Linked DNA regions of Mus musculus: all the other regions are linked to region 2. A link is a contact called in public HiChIP or PLAC-seq and promoter capture Hi-C data. All regions are on one chromosome and are shown on one strand. Each heading gives the region's core, a stretch centred on a gene start, on an enhancer-like site or on the middle of the called end of the contact. The rest is flanking DNA. Distances are from core to core; before and after follow the strand shown.

Region 1 (3,116 bases), core at 511-3,010, 1.8 Mb before region 2:
CATACCCTCTCAATAACAACAGCATAGTTCCCCTTACGAACAAATTCATCAAACCGACACCTTTCAACTGGCTAAGGAAAAGTGAGGCTGGAAACTGACAGACCAAAACTTTCTTACTATAGTCCTATAAGGTAAGCCCTAAAATGTATGTATTCTAGTGGTTGTTCTGGGGGACAAATGGGCCATACCCACACTGCTTGCGATGACTATTTCTGGTTGTCACCTTGACTACATTTGGAATGATCTACAATCCAGAAGTTAAGTGTACATCTATGAGAGATCTTTTGCTTAAAATGGATGGATCCACTTCTCGTCTGGACCTTTAAGGCAGGAAGGAACACTAGTTTAATCCAGATTTTGAGGTGGGAAGACACACCTTTAATTTGCACCACACCTGCTGAAAATCTATTTAAAGACACAGAAGTAGGAAGTTTTCCTCTGAGCCTGCTTGCCCTCGCCTTGCTAGCAAGACCATTCCTTCCTTGGCACTAGAGCCCACTTCTTTGGGAAGCCAGAGTATACTGAAGACCAGCTGAGACACCCAGCCATGTGGACTGAGCAGAAAACTACTGGAGTCCTGGACTTTTCCATTCACAGTCAGCGATTGTTGGATTAGCTGGACTGCAGCCAGTAAGTCGTCATTCCAATAAATCATATGTATATATGTATACTATATTATATTTATTTACATATACACACATGCAAACATAGTGTTCTTCTTAAGTTGTTACTCTAGAGAACCCTGAGCAATACACTGCTAAAACATCCATCACCAAGAGATCCAAGAAACCCAGAATGTCTCTCTTTTGCACTGTACGGCAAGGTGATTCCTGTCACTAATTACAATGACTCTTGGATCATTGACTCTCCTCCCCGATCTCTACTTACACCACAGCCCGAGGGTAGGAGAGTTGCCATAGTCGGGTAAGTAGTCCCAGGCCAGTCAGAGCTACCAAGTTCAAATTGATGTCAACAGTCACCACTAGAGGCCGTTTCAAAAATCTTAACATTTTGCAGAAAAGCCAGCTCGGGAGGACTCCCTGGAAAAGAGGGAAAGAACTACCATTAAAGTAAACGGACAGCAGCCCGGGAAGGCACAAACGAGGCCACAGGGTCCTAAAGCCGCCTGGCGTCACGATGAATTTACAGCATAGCGGGTTGGGTTAATAGAACCAGAAGGACTCTTCCAGAACATACCTGTTGGAGAATTACAGTTGTGTTCAAGCACAGGGTATACATAAAAACATCTGAGGGGTGAATTCAGGAATCTCAGAACTGGATACTCATTTCTACAAGTCATTCCAAAAACACCTGCTGGGCACTTGCTAGGAACAAGGCTGCTAATGAATGAAGTGGCCTCTCCTGTCCCTTCCCAATGTGGTTGAAAACTAAGACCCTGAGGAGCTCTGGGCACTGTCATAGCCCAGTGACCTGGATGGACTTTTCCCTCTTCTGGAGGCATTCCTCTCCTCCTAGAGTTGCTTGTGCCCCGAGCCCGTTCTTTCTCTACAGTTCTTCCCACTCTGGCTTTTACAAGAGGCCGCCCTGGAAACGACTTGCTCAGCCAGGATCCGAACATCCACCGTCCCTAGCGCGCCGCCCCTAAGCCGGATCCCAGACCCCAGGAGGGCTCTCAAATCTGGCACTCCAAAACCTACGAGCGTTTCTTCGAGTCCCGTAGAGTGGCTCCCCATGTGGAGCCAGGCCTGCGAACCGCCAGGCAGGATCGACCGTTGGGGGCGAGGCCGCTCGATTACTCTGCAGCGGCCACGGATCGACGCTCAACTAGTTGTGTCTACGCGGCCGACAGACTCTGAGACGCGCGTGCGCAGCCGGAGCGCGAGGTAGTGGCGCGCATGCGCGGCGTGCTCACCGGCCATCAAAGTTGGGCATACTGACTGTCCTATCCTTAGGGCTCCCTTTCCCCTTTTTAATAAAGCACAGTGTGTTTCCACAAGCTGTTCACGTGCTCGGAGCTCTCCGTTTCGGGCCTCGCGTCTACTTTAGCGGTTTCGTTAAGCAGCGCGTTAGCTTACGGGCAGGAGTAAGAGCTTTGAAGCCTCGGGTGCGTTGTACCTCCTGGAGCTGTGTGAGTGGTGGATCGCTTTTTCTCAACTCTTCCCACACTGGAATGCCTACAAGCTGTCTGTCCCTCCTCCTCCCCAAGGTCTCAGGCTCGCTATGTAGAGGATGATGGCTTTGAACTACTGCCTTTGCTTCCCCAGCGCAGGTATTACAATCATGCCTTTTTAGGTGGGTGGGTATTACAATCACGCTCAGATGGCAAGCCAAGCCCGAACCGACTCCAGATGTTTTGCCAAAATTCAGTTTTTACAAGTTAGCTTAGCATTGGGTGACATCCGGTTTAAGATTGTAGCAATGGGGCTGGGCGATCGCTCAGTGGTTAGGAGCACTGGATGCTCTTAAAGAGGTCCTTAGGGATTTTCTTCTTCTTCTTCTTCTTTTTTTTTTTCGAGACAGGGTTTCTCTGTATAGCCCTGGCTGTCCTGGAACTCACGCTGTAGAGCAGGCGGATTTCTGAGTTCGAGGCCAGCCTGGTCTACAGATATACAGAGAAACCCTGTCTCGAAAACAAAACAAACAAAAACAAAAAAAGAGGTCCTTGATTCCATTTCCAGCATCCACATGACAGCTCAGAATCATCTGGAACCGCAATTCCAGAGAATCTGGCACCAGGCAGTCAAGTTACCACAGATACATATAAAATACATTAGTCAAGAGTGCACGGAATTGTTTGTTCATCGTTTAAGCATAGTCTACCCAAGTTCCTGCAAAGAAAGGGCGCCAGAAGATTGGAGAGCGAGCTCTTTGGGTTCCAAGTTTAGTCTGATCATGTAAGTCATGCTGGTGCTTCAGGACAGCTCGTGGGCACTCAGCTTCAGGAGGAAATTGTGTTGCTTGCTGGAAACCTGAGGTATGTATGTGGCTTTAAAAGCTAGTGGATGCTACTACCCAGACCCTTGCCTGTTCTGTAGCAAGAGGCTTATGCCTGGGGGACTGGGATTTCTCATGCACTGCCTTTGGCACTTTGTTTTTTTTTTTGTAATGCTGGCTGGCCTACAACTGTATGCTCACCAGTGACTTCTGAATCCACA
Region 2 (3,065 bases), core at 374-2,873:
CTGTGTAACTCAAAAATGTCCACAACCTTCCTAAGGTTGTTTGGTTGTTTGTTTTTTCCCTCTAGTACATAGGTTCTGGTCCCCAATGTCCCTTCCCTATTCATCTTCAGAGACACTCATTTCAAAAGGAGTCTGCCTGCCTGATAGCTACTCTTTTTTTTTTTTTTTTTGTGGAGACAGGGTTTCTCTGTATAGCCCTGGCTGTCCTGGAACTCACTCTGTAGACCAGGCTGGCCTCAAACTCAGAAATCCACCTGCCTCTGCCTCCCGAGTGCTAGCTACTATCTATGTCTTGATGTCAACACTAAAGTCGATTAAGACACATCCATAAGGCCAGGCAGTGGTGGCGCACTCCCAGCACATGGGAGGCAGAGGCAGGTGGATTTCTGAGTTCGAGGCCAGCCTGGTCTACAGAGTGAGTTCCAGGACAGCCAGAGCTTCACAGAGAAACCCTGTCTCGAAAAACAAAAACAAAACAAACAAAAACGACACATTCATAGAGATTTTGTATAACTTAAAATAAATGTCTGGTTTTGAATTCCACGTGTTCATATATTTAGGGGGGGGGCGCCACAAAAATGGTGCTTCTTTTGATTTTCAAATTTTCTTCCTCCTGAGACTTTCTTTGGGACCACAAAAAAGGAAGTGTGGTGGAAGGTACATCAAACACTATCAAAGTACGAGCTGAGTTTAGCCAACCTAGCCACTCTGTAAGAATTTTCCAGTCCTTCTTAACTACACGGAGTCAGCAAACTGCTTTCTCCTCCTCCAGGAAAGGGGGTCTCTACTGGAGCATCTGGCCTCTGTCTCTGCCCTAGTTACTTGAGATGGACCACAACGAGGCCACAGTGTAAATAAAAGTTACAGACGACGATGCCACCAACCCTCTCATTTTGTACAAACAGCCTCTTAAAATTAGTGGTTTAGACACCGTGGGCAGTTTCTCTCAATTAACTCTGCAGATACTGAAACCCCCAGAGCCAAGCCTGCAGGACGGAAGGAGGGACGGAGGGAGGGAAGACATGCAGGGTGGGCAGGACATGCATGAAGGAGCCTGGCGTCCGAGCGAGGCCCAGGTCCACCCGAGCGGAGTCTCATAAAGAACGCAGCCTCCTGGATCCCTCTCGCCCCGACCCCAGGCAACTCTGCCCCCAGGTCCAGAGCCTTTCCCCTGACCGCGCTCTGCCCGCCCGCCCTGGCCGGGTCGCCCTCACCGCCACCCGCCTGCAGCCCAGGCCGTCAGCCCTGCCTCCTCCGTCCCCAGAGCTCCTCAGACTCGGGAGACCCCCCGAGCCACACCCCTTTCCCACCCGCACGCCCGGGCCCTCCAACCGCCCTACCTGGCGGCGGCTGCCGCTCGCCCTCGGCCATCTTCTCCGTGAGGAGCCGGAGCGGATGCTCGCCGGTCCCTCTCAATGTTCACCCCGCAGCTCTCCCCGGCTCCGCCAAGCTTCCAGCAGGGAAATGAGCGCTGACTGGCTAGGACCGGAAGCCGAGAATTACAGTCACTCGCGCGAAGGCGGCAGCCATGCCGGTGCGAGGCACTCAGGGAGCATGCCCACCAACGGCCGTCTCGCGGCGGCCGCGCCGACCGAGGCAGCGGCCATCTTGGTGCGGGGCGCCGAGGAGCATGCGCACTAACGGCTGCCGCCTGCAAGCCAACTGCGGCGCTGGCAGCCATGTTTGTGCGGGGCGTCGGGTTCTGTTTGCTTGTTTGTTTGTTTGTTTGTTTGTTTTGGTGAGGGGTGATGGAGGGAATAGGTATGGCAGCAGTATTCTTGCGGAGCAAGGCCACCTGTCATCTTCTTTGTGCATGCCTCCACCCAAGCAATCTGAGACAGTCCCCAGTCAACAGTTGTGTTCTCCTGCCATTCCTAGAGTGACGTTCAAGGACACCAGTCAGACTTGAACGCACGTGACCGCCTCGACAGCTAAGGTGGCTTTCGGAGGCGGAGAGCACGAGCGGGACAGCGCCTACCGTTGTGACCCCGTGACGGGAGCCCAGCGCCGGGCTGCTAACAGCTGAGCTAGAGGTCCGTCTCCGCAAGCCCCGCCCTCTGCGGCCACTCCCCGGCTTGGGCCCACCCCGAGATCGGGGCGAGCGGCCGGGGACTGCGAGCCACCAAAGCTCCGCCCCGTGAGTCCTGCCCCACCGGCAGCCCGCCGGGCCCGGTGGCCGCGGGGCCGCCTCTACTGGCTAGCGGCAGTGACTCGGCGACCTTGAACCTAGAACCGGAGCCGCGAACCCACTGACCCCAGCACCCCAGCAGTGGCGCAGTCTTTACCCAGCGCGAGGGGCGGAGCGGACCAAGTGTCCGCAAACAGACTGGGACGATGTTAGCCTTTGCTGCCAGAACCGTGGTGAGTTCGCCCAGCAGGGCCATGGACGGGACAAGACGGGCGGGCCTCCAGCAACGGTCAAGAAAACCCCAGACCGGCTGGTAGGGTGCGATCTGCAAGGTGGATAAAGGAGACCAGGTAAGGGGTGGGTTCGATCCCAGAAGAAGACTGAGAAACCTAGGTTCAAGTCTTTTGTACCTTTCCACTCCACTCCTCCCTAATGCTCCCAGTTATTCGGACTCAGACACCTGTCGGGGCTACTGGTTAGAGAGCTCAGCCCTAGGCTATGCTTCTGCCCGACTAGAGCCACTTCTCCAAGCCTACCCAGTCTCCTTGAGTTCATCAGATGCCCACCCTCCCCATTGCATATTGCTAAGAGAACCTCAGGTGGAGACTAGTACTGAAAATCCCCCAAACAGGCAGGAGGAGGCAGGAGGTGGCAGGCTGCCCCTCACCATCCTTATCTAAAGCAGCTATCCTAATGGTGAGCTCCTGTCCTCTCTGATTCAGGCTGTCTATCCAGCTGTGAACTGGACTGCCCTGTCAGACACTGGGTTGGCAGCTAAGACTGAGATTCTACTAAGAGTCCTGGCAGCACCTGAGACCCTCCTCCAAGTCGTCCCGCCTTCCGTCACCCTCTGGGACCACCTTACTGCATAAGCATTTTAATGCTAGGGAGACTGAAACAAGGAGACAATCAAATCCCATGGTTGTGCTAATAAACT
Region 3 (2,726 bases), core at 89-2,588, 1.8 Mb before region 2:
GTACAAATTAAAACAGGCCTGGATGAGGCTGGGTCTTTCAGGAGCTCTGGCCACTCCATGGTTGTCTTAAGGCCTCAACCAAGTGCTTCAAGTCTGTGCTGACATAAAAGCAGTTGGGCTGGTGGACTGGCAGCACCTCTGCTCGAGGCAGGCAGCAAGACTGGAGAGTCCAGCAGCGTCCAGGTAAGTGCTCCACCCCATTTCTCAACCCCCTAAGTATTCATAGCAAATGAACGTCAGGAGCAATCAATGCTCACAGGAAGAATTGAAGACCAGGCATGATGGCGCACGCCTTTATTCTTAGTACTCAGGAGGCAGAAGCAGGAGGTCTCTCACTGTGAGTTCAGAGCCATTCGTATCTCCTTTGCAAGTTCTAGGCCAGCTTGGGCTACGCAATGAGACATTTGTCATAAAGAAAGCAAAACAACAACAACAACAACAACAGAATTTAAAAGCCAGGTTGTTGGAGTTGGAGTGAGAGTTGGAGTGACTGCTCTTCCAGAAGCCTAGTTTCAATTCCCAGTACCTACTGGTAGCTTTTAACTGTTAGAAAGTTCACTACCAGAGGGAACCGACTCCCTCTTCTGGTCGCTGTGGGAACTCCAAGCATGTGGTACAAAAACACGGGCACGTAAAACAGCCATACATATAAAGTAAAGTGGAAAAAAAAAAAAGTGTACTGCTCTTGCATAGGACCAGAGTTCAGTTCCCAGCATTTAAAATGGGCAGCTCACAACTGCCTGTAACTACAGCCTTATGGGGATCTGACACTCCCCAGGCACTTCAGTCATGTGCACAGACCCATAACACACACACAAGCACATATAAATAAAATTATTATAAATATTTCCTTTTTTTAAAAAGCCAGGCATGGTGGTACATGCTTGTTACTCCCACCCTCAGAAGGCTGAGGCAGGAGAATGTTTGGGGCCAGCCTGGGCTTCAGAGTACCAGACAGCAAGGGCTATGCGGTAAGAATCTGTCTAAAAATCAAGAGATTTTAACAGATTCATAGATACTTAAATAATGCGCCAGGGAGAGGGAGGTCTTCCTAAGTGTCTCAGGATGACACGTTCTCACGTGGCAGGAGGCACTGATGGGGTTAAGCATAAGGCAGGGACGGTCCTAACCCTGTGGGTGACAGGATCTCGGCTGTGCTAGGGAAATAGGGGTCAGTGGGCTGGAGACCTTGGTCTAGTCCAGCACTTGAGTGTGCGTCTCGTCGGGAGGTGGAGCCCCATCCAGGCCCCGCCTCCAGGTAAAGGGGTCATTCTGGAGTCACTGAGGCTCTTCAGGGACACGGCCTTGAGTGCCGCGCCTCATGCGCGCATGCGCTCATGTCCCCGGAAGCGATGCGCACAGCATCCGTCACTACGTCCAGGCGGGAGCGGGCAGAGTCGGTGAATGTATGTCCGTCGCTCCGGATATGGCTTCGGCGGGAGGCGGCGGCTCGGAGAGCGCCGCGCCCGAGGCCGATCGTCCCCAGCCGCGGCCGTTCCTCATCGGCGTGAGCGGCGGCACCGCTAGTGGCAAGGTGAGCGCCCTGCGCCTGGGCCTCGCGGAGGGATTGCCAGGCCGCTGGTTGGGGCGCCATTGCCTCTGGCCCAACCGCGGCACCTGTTGCTAGCAGCTAAGGGGGTCGTCCCCAGGGGCTGGCGGGTCACTCAGTGCACAAGCTCACTTTTGGCACCTTCTGTCCCCAGTCAACAGTGTGTGAGAAGATCATGGAGCTGCTGGGACAGAACGAAGTGGACCGCCGGCAGCGCAAGTTGGTCATCCTGAGCCAGGACTGCTTCTACAAGGTTCTGACGGCCGAGCAGAAGGCCAAGGCTTTGAAGGGACAGTACAATTTTGACCACCCAGGTACCTGGAGAATGTCTGCCTGGAGAGCTGGGGGTAGAGGATAAACTGCTGTGAGATATGGGCTCTACAGAGATTGCAGACTGCCAGACAGATACAGAGATGTGTATGGATGCAGACTGCTGGACCAGGGCTGTAGGAGATGTTTGTTGGATGCAGACTGCCACCGAGGCTGTCCAGGGATGTGTACATAGGATGCAAAGTGCCAGACTGAGGCTGTCCAGAGAGAACTGCTGGACACCAACTGCCAAGGGGGGCGGGGATTGAATGCAGCAGCAATGGGGCTCCGTGAAACATTACCCTCATTTCCCTTGGTAGTGGGCCCACAGAAAGGTAGGGTTTGCTGAATTCCATGAGCCTGGAGTGACTCAAGATTTTTGCTAGAGCCACTTAGGAAGGAGGAGCCAGGAGATGTTGAGGATCGCTTCTTGATGTGTTGAAATCTCTGCCTGGCACCTTGTTGCTGAGGAGCCCTTTGTACACCCTACCTACCGCCTGCCTGACCTTTGGATTCCCCAAGCTGTCTCGGGGCAGTCAGTCTTCAGGGAGGCCAGTTGTAGAAACAGAGGTTAATCTGGGGCTCAGGCCTTGGAGCTTCCTGGCCTGGTAGGGGCCTGTGTTCCTGAAGGTTTAAGCTTTCCTAGGGACTCCTGAAGGTCAGAGAATAGGACTCTTAACTTTGTTTTGCCAGATACAGAGGAGCAGAGGCTCAAATGATCTCTTTCCCCCAGTGTCAGCCAATCAGAAAGTCTTTGTTCCAGTTTCTGGTGGGACAACCTTACCCTTCATCCTGGGGTGTGCTGTGGGGTCCTCAGCACCCCTGGCTCCCAGCTGCGCTGCCCTTGGGCAGAGGTGGTCCTCCTCCT
Region 4 (2,700 bases), core at 85-2,584, 1.9 Mb before region 2:
CCACTCCTAACTCCACTGGGGCCGTTTTAGCAACACATACTAAAGGTACACCGCAGTACTTCCTAAACCTGCTTCCTAAGTTTACAACATGACAGAAGGGCAGAAACCGTGAAGCCACGGCTTTAGTGAACATGGGAACAGAAAGGGCACAGCCCTTGTCATCGCAGAGAGAAGTCTCTACAAATCTATGAAAATGCCAAACCAGACTTTTATGGTTTTTTTCTCTCAAAAGAAGCATGGGAAAGTGATGTTTCCCGTGAGATGCCTCACCCGCATCCCGTGCTTCTCACCACCCCAGTTGGAAAAGACATTCTGGCTGAATTTTAAGTTAAGTTCAGTTCCCCAAGACACTGATCAACACTATAACATGCGTTTTGCTCCAGAGAGATTACAGTCTCTCTAGAGAGCAGACAACCAAATCCAAACCAAACCAATCCATGTCAGCAAGGGGTGCTGACAGTGTTGTGCTCACACTAATGCTAAGTTAAGGGAATGCGGGCGCCTACAGCGTCTCCGCACTAGATTCCACACTTGGGCTCCCTTCCAGGTGGAAATGGGTTCTCCACCAGAGAAACGGGAAAAGGGGCAACAACATTAGGTGAGCAGGTGGAGCAATCCAAACCAGACTCGGAGTAGTAATGACAGTTTCGAGGGGGGACTGTGACGTAACTACATTCCACTCCATACTACCAACGCCCGAGTCGCCTACAGGGCCAGGACCGAGGACCTTGGAGACAGGTGCCCTGGGAGGTCTGGATTGGAGCGTCCGGAGCCGGGGGCTAAGAGACCCTGTGTCACTGACCAAAGTCACCTAGGGGCGACTGAGAGGGCGGGGGCTGGGTTGCTGAGGGGGCGGGGCTGGCTGAGAAGACTTCACTGGGGGAGCCCAGGGCGCTGAGGGGTTCTTCTACCCGTGTGTCTCGGGAAAGACTCGGACTCTGGTCATGGGTCCTGCCGTTGGAGGAGCTCGGGTGGGGTCAAGGGGCCGCGACCCGGAGCGCTTTACCTTTTTCTTGGCCGCAGCCAATTTGCTCTGCCTGGTTTCTTCCGACATCCCGGGGCGGGGAGGGGGGAAGCGGGGGGGCCACATCACCACGATCCCGGCAGCCACCGCGAAACTGCTTCCGGAAGCTACGGCTTCTCTACAAGGGCCAGAGAAGGCGGGTGCAGAGCGCCCCTTGGACGCTCGGAAACCCAGCGTGACCTACCTTCTCCAAGCCCATTGGCTGATGAGAACGATGAACGACAGGGAGGCGTGGCCACGCGGTCGCGAGGCCTGAGCGACGGGTGGAGTTAACGACGAGAGCTGCGCGCGCAGCCATGACCCCTCACAGCGGCCTATGGGAAGCAGGGGCGGAACCGCTTTAACTTGGTGCGTGCGCAGCCTGACGTGGGGCGGTTGGTGGTCTCCGTCGTCGGTTTCTAGTTCCCTGAAGCAGCCGTTTAACCCCAACCCTGGACCCTTCCGAGTTTAAGCCCACCCCACTCCGGGTGCCCCGGACCTTAGGGTTCAGGAGGTGGGTGAGGAGCGCGCCGCGCTTCGTTTTCCAGCCCTTGCCCGACCCCTCACGCCTCCTCACCAGGCCTCTCCGTAACCCGTTCTCCACACTTTCCCCTTCCCACGATGCGCACCCCGACCCCAAAGACCCCCACCCCATCCCAGTAGCTGGGTCCCGACCCAACCTCTTGCAGCTGCGGCTCCCGCGCCCCCTCGGTAACCCCATCCTCATCAGCCTTTTTCTCGGGTTCCTCCCCAGGGGTGAGTCAGAATTCAGCCGACTTTACCATGGCGGCTACCGATCACCGGTGAGTATATCAGCCCCACCCCTCTGCATCCCAGCACCCGCCGGTCGCCTCCAAGCTTAGCCCTTTCCTAATTCCACTCCTTCTCTTTCCTTTCTCAGACATGGGTTCCTCCCCTCCCAGTCCTACCTGCCCGATGCCTACGCTTCTCCAACCGCTCTTGCTCGTTGCTTTGTCCCCTCACCCAGCCTGCCACCAGTCCCTGCATGGTTCCCCAGTCAAGAAATATGTGCATCTTTATGCTGACCACTCCCAATGCCACCCCCAAAACTCAAAGTTATTCATTTCTCATCCTCAAAAGATGAATTTTTAAAGTACTCTTTTAGATGATTCGCTTCTTTTTAGTAATTTCTTTTTTTTTTATACCCCTTCCCTTTGAGACAGTTGTCAATACCAAAGATTAGAGGAGAAAGACCCAAATCATAGTGGCCAACTCAAAGCAAACAGTTGGTTAAAGCAAACATTTTAATTCGTGTAAACGGGTCCCTAAGGCGGAGCTCGAAAAGTCAGCCTCGGATTGAGGACGACAAGGCTTTTTAGAGTTCAGGGGTAGGGGGTTTCTAAATGGGGACTTGGTGGGGTTACAGAGGCAGAACATAAGCATACCCGTTAGTCCAAATGACCTCCTCAAAGACATGATTGCAAGATGGGCAGAACAAGGTCTTCCTTTTGAAACAAAGGTGGGGTTGCAAGATGGTTATAAACAACTTTTTGGAACAAAGACAAGACTGCCATCCCTGTAACAGGCCATGCAGAACCATTTGAAGTTAAGGTTTTAGGTGGGGCATAGCCCAATTCCTTGAGAAGCAGGTTTAATCATAAAGAGGATTGAGTGTATTTTGTACTTAATAAGATGGCTTTTAAGCCTCAGATGGAGGCAGGCTGGTCCCAGACTCA

Evidence for each region. Promoter capture Hi-C pulls out the DNA fragments that hold promoters and counts their contacts. HiChIP or PLAC-seq counts read pairs in DNA pulled down with a chosen protein or histone mark.
Region 1: a FOXA1 HiChIP or PLAC-seq map of pancreatic cancer cells shows a contact between it and region 2. The contact joins the promoter of Pomt1 here to the promoter of Ptpa in region 2. A contact is called at or near these places in 1 of 39 promoter capture datasets (hippocampal neurons), 2 of 115 datasets of contacts at active chromatin or transcription factors (forebrain and pancreatic cancer cells) and 2 of 9 other capture datasets (adipose tissue and liver).
Region 3: a promoter capture Hi-C map of liver shows a contact between it and region 2, with 4 times the contacts expected there. The contact joins the promoter of Uck1 here to the promoter of Ptpa in region 2. A contact is called at or near these places in 3 of 39 promoter capture datasets (hippocampal neurons and liver) and 2 of 115 datasets of contacts at active chromatin or transcription factors (astrocytes and forebrain).
Region 4: a contact with region 2 is called in a promoter capture Hi-C map of pre-B cells, with 4 times the contacts expected there. The contact joins the promoter of Swi5 here to the promoter of Ptpa in region 2. A contact is called at or near these places in 2 of 39 promoter capture datasets (liver and pre-B cells), 2 of 115 datasets of contacts at active chromatin or transcription factors (embryonic forebrain and forebrain) and 1 of 9 other capture datasets (adipose tissue).

Annotation. Positions count from the first base shown.
Region 1 is chr2:32,235,284-32,238,399 of GRCm38.p6, reverse strand. It overlaps Pomt1 (protein-O-mannosyltransferase 1), which reads right to left and starts at 1,760. Exons shown (of 20, transcript NM_145145.2): 1 at 1,659-1,760; 2 at 889-1,040. The coding sequence starts at 1,694.
Region 2 is chr2:30,414,608-30,417,672 of GRCm38.p6, reverse strand. It overlaps Ptpa (protein phosphatase 2 protein activator), which reads right to left and starts at 1,623. Exons shown (of 10, transcript NM_138748.5): 1 at 1,341-1,623. The coding sequence starts at 1,371. It overlaps Crat (carnitine acetyltransferase), which reads left to right and starts at 1,925. Exons shown (of 14, transcript NM_007760.3): 1 at 1,925-2,361. The coding sequence starts at 2,335.
Region 3 is chr2:32,258,717-32,261,442 of GRCm38.p6, reverse strand. It overlaps Uck1 (uridine-cytidine kinase 1), which reads left to right and starts at 1,338. Exons shown (of 7, transcript NM_011675.2): 1 at 1,338-1,534; 2 at 1,704-1,863. The coding sequence starts at 1,409.
Region 4 is chr2:32,286,703-32,289,402 of GRCm38.p6, reverse strand. Swi5 (SWI5 recombination repair homolog (yeast)) reads left to right here and starts at 1,334. Exons shown (of 5, transcript NM_175190.5): 1 at 1,334-1,517; 2 at 1,758-1,806. Golga2 (golgi autoantigen, golgin subfamily a, 2) reads right to left here and starts at 1,077. Exons shown (of 26, transcript NM_001080968.2): 1 at 1,007-1,077. The coding sequence starts at 1,054.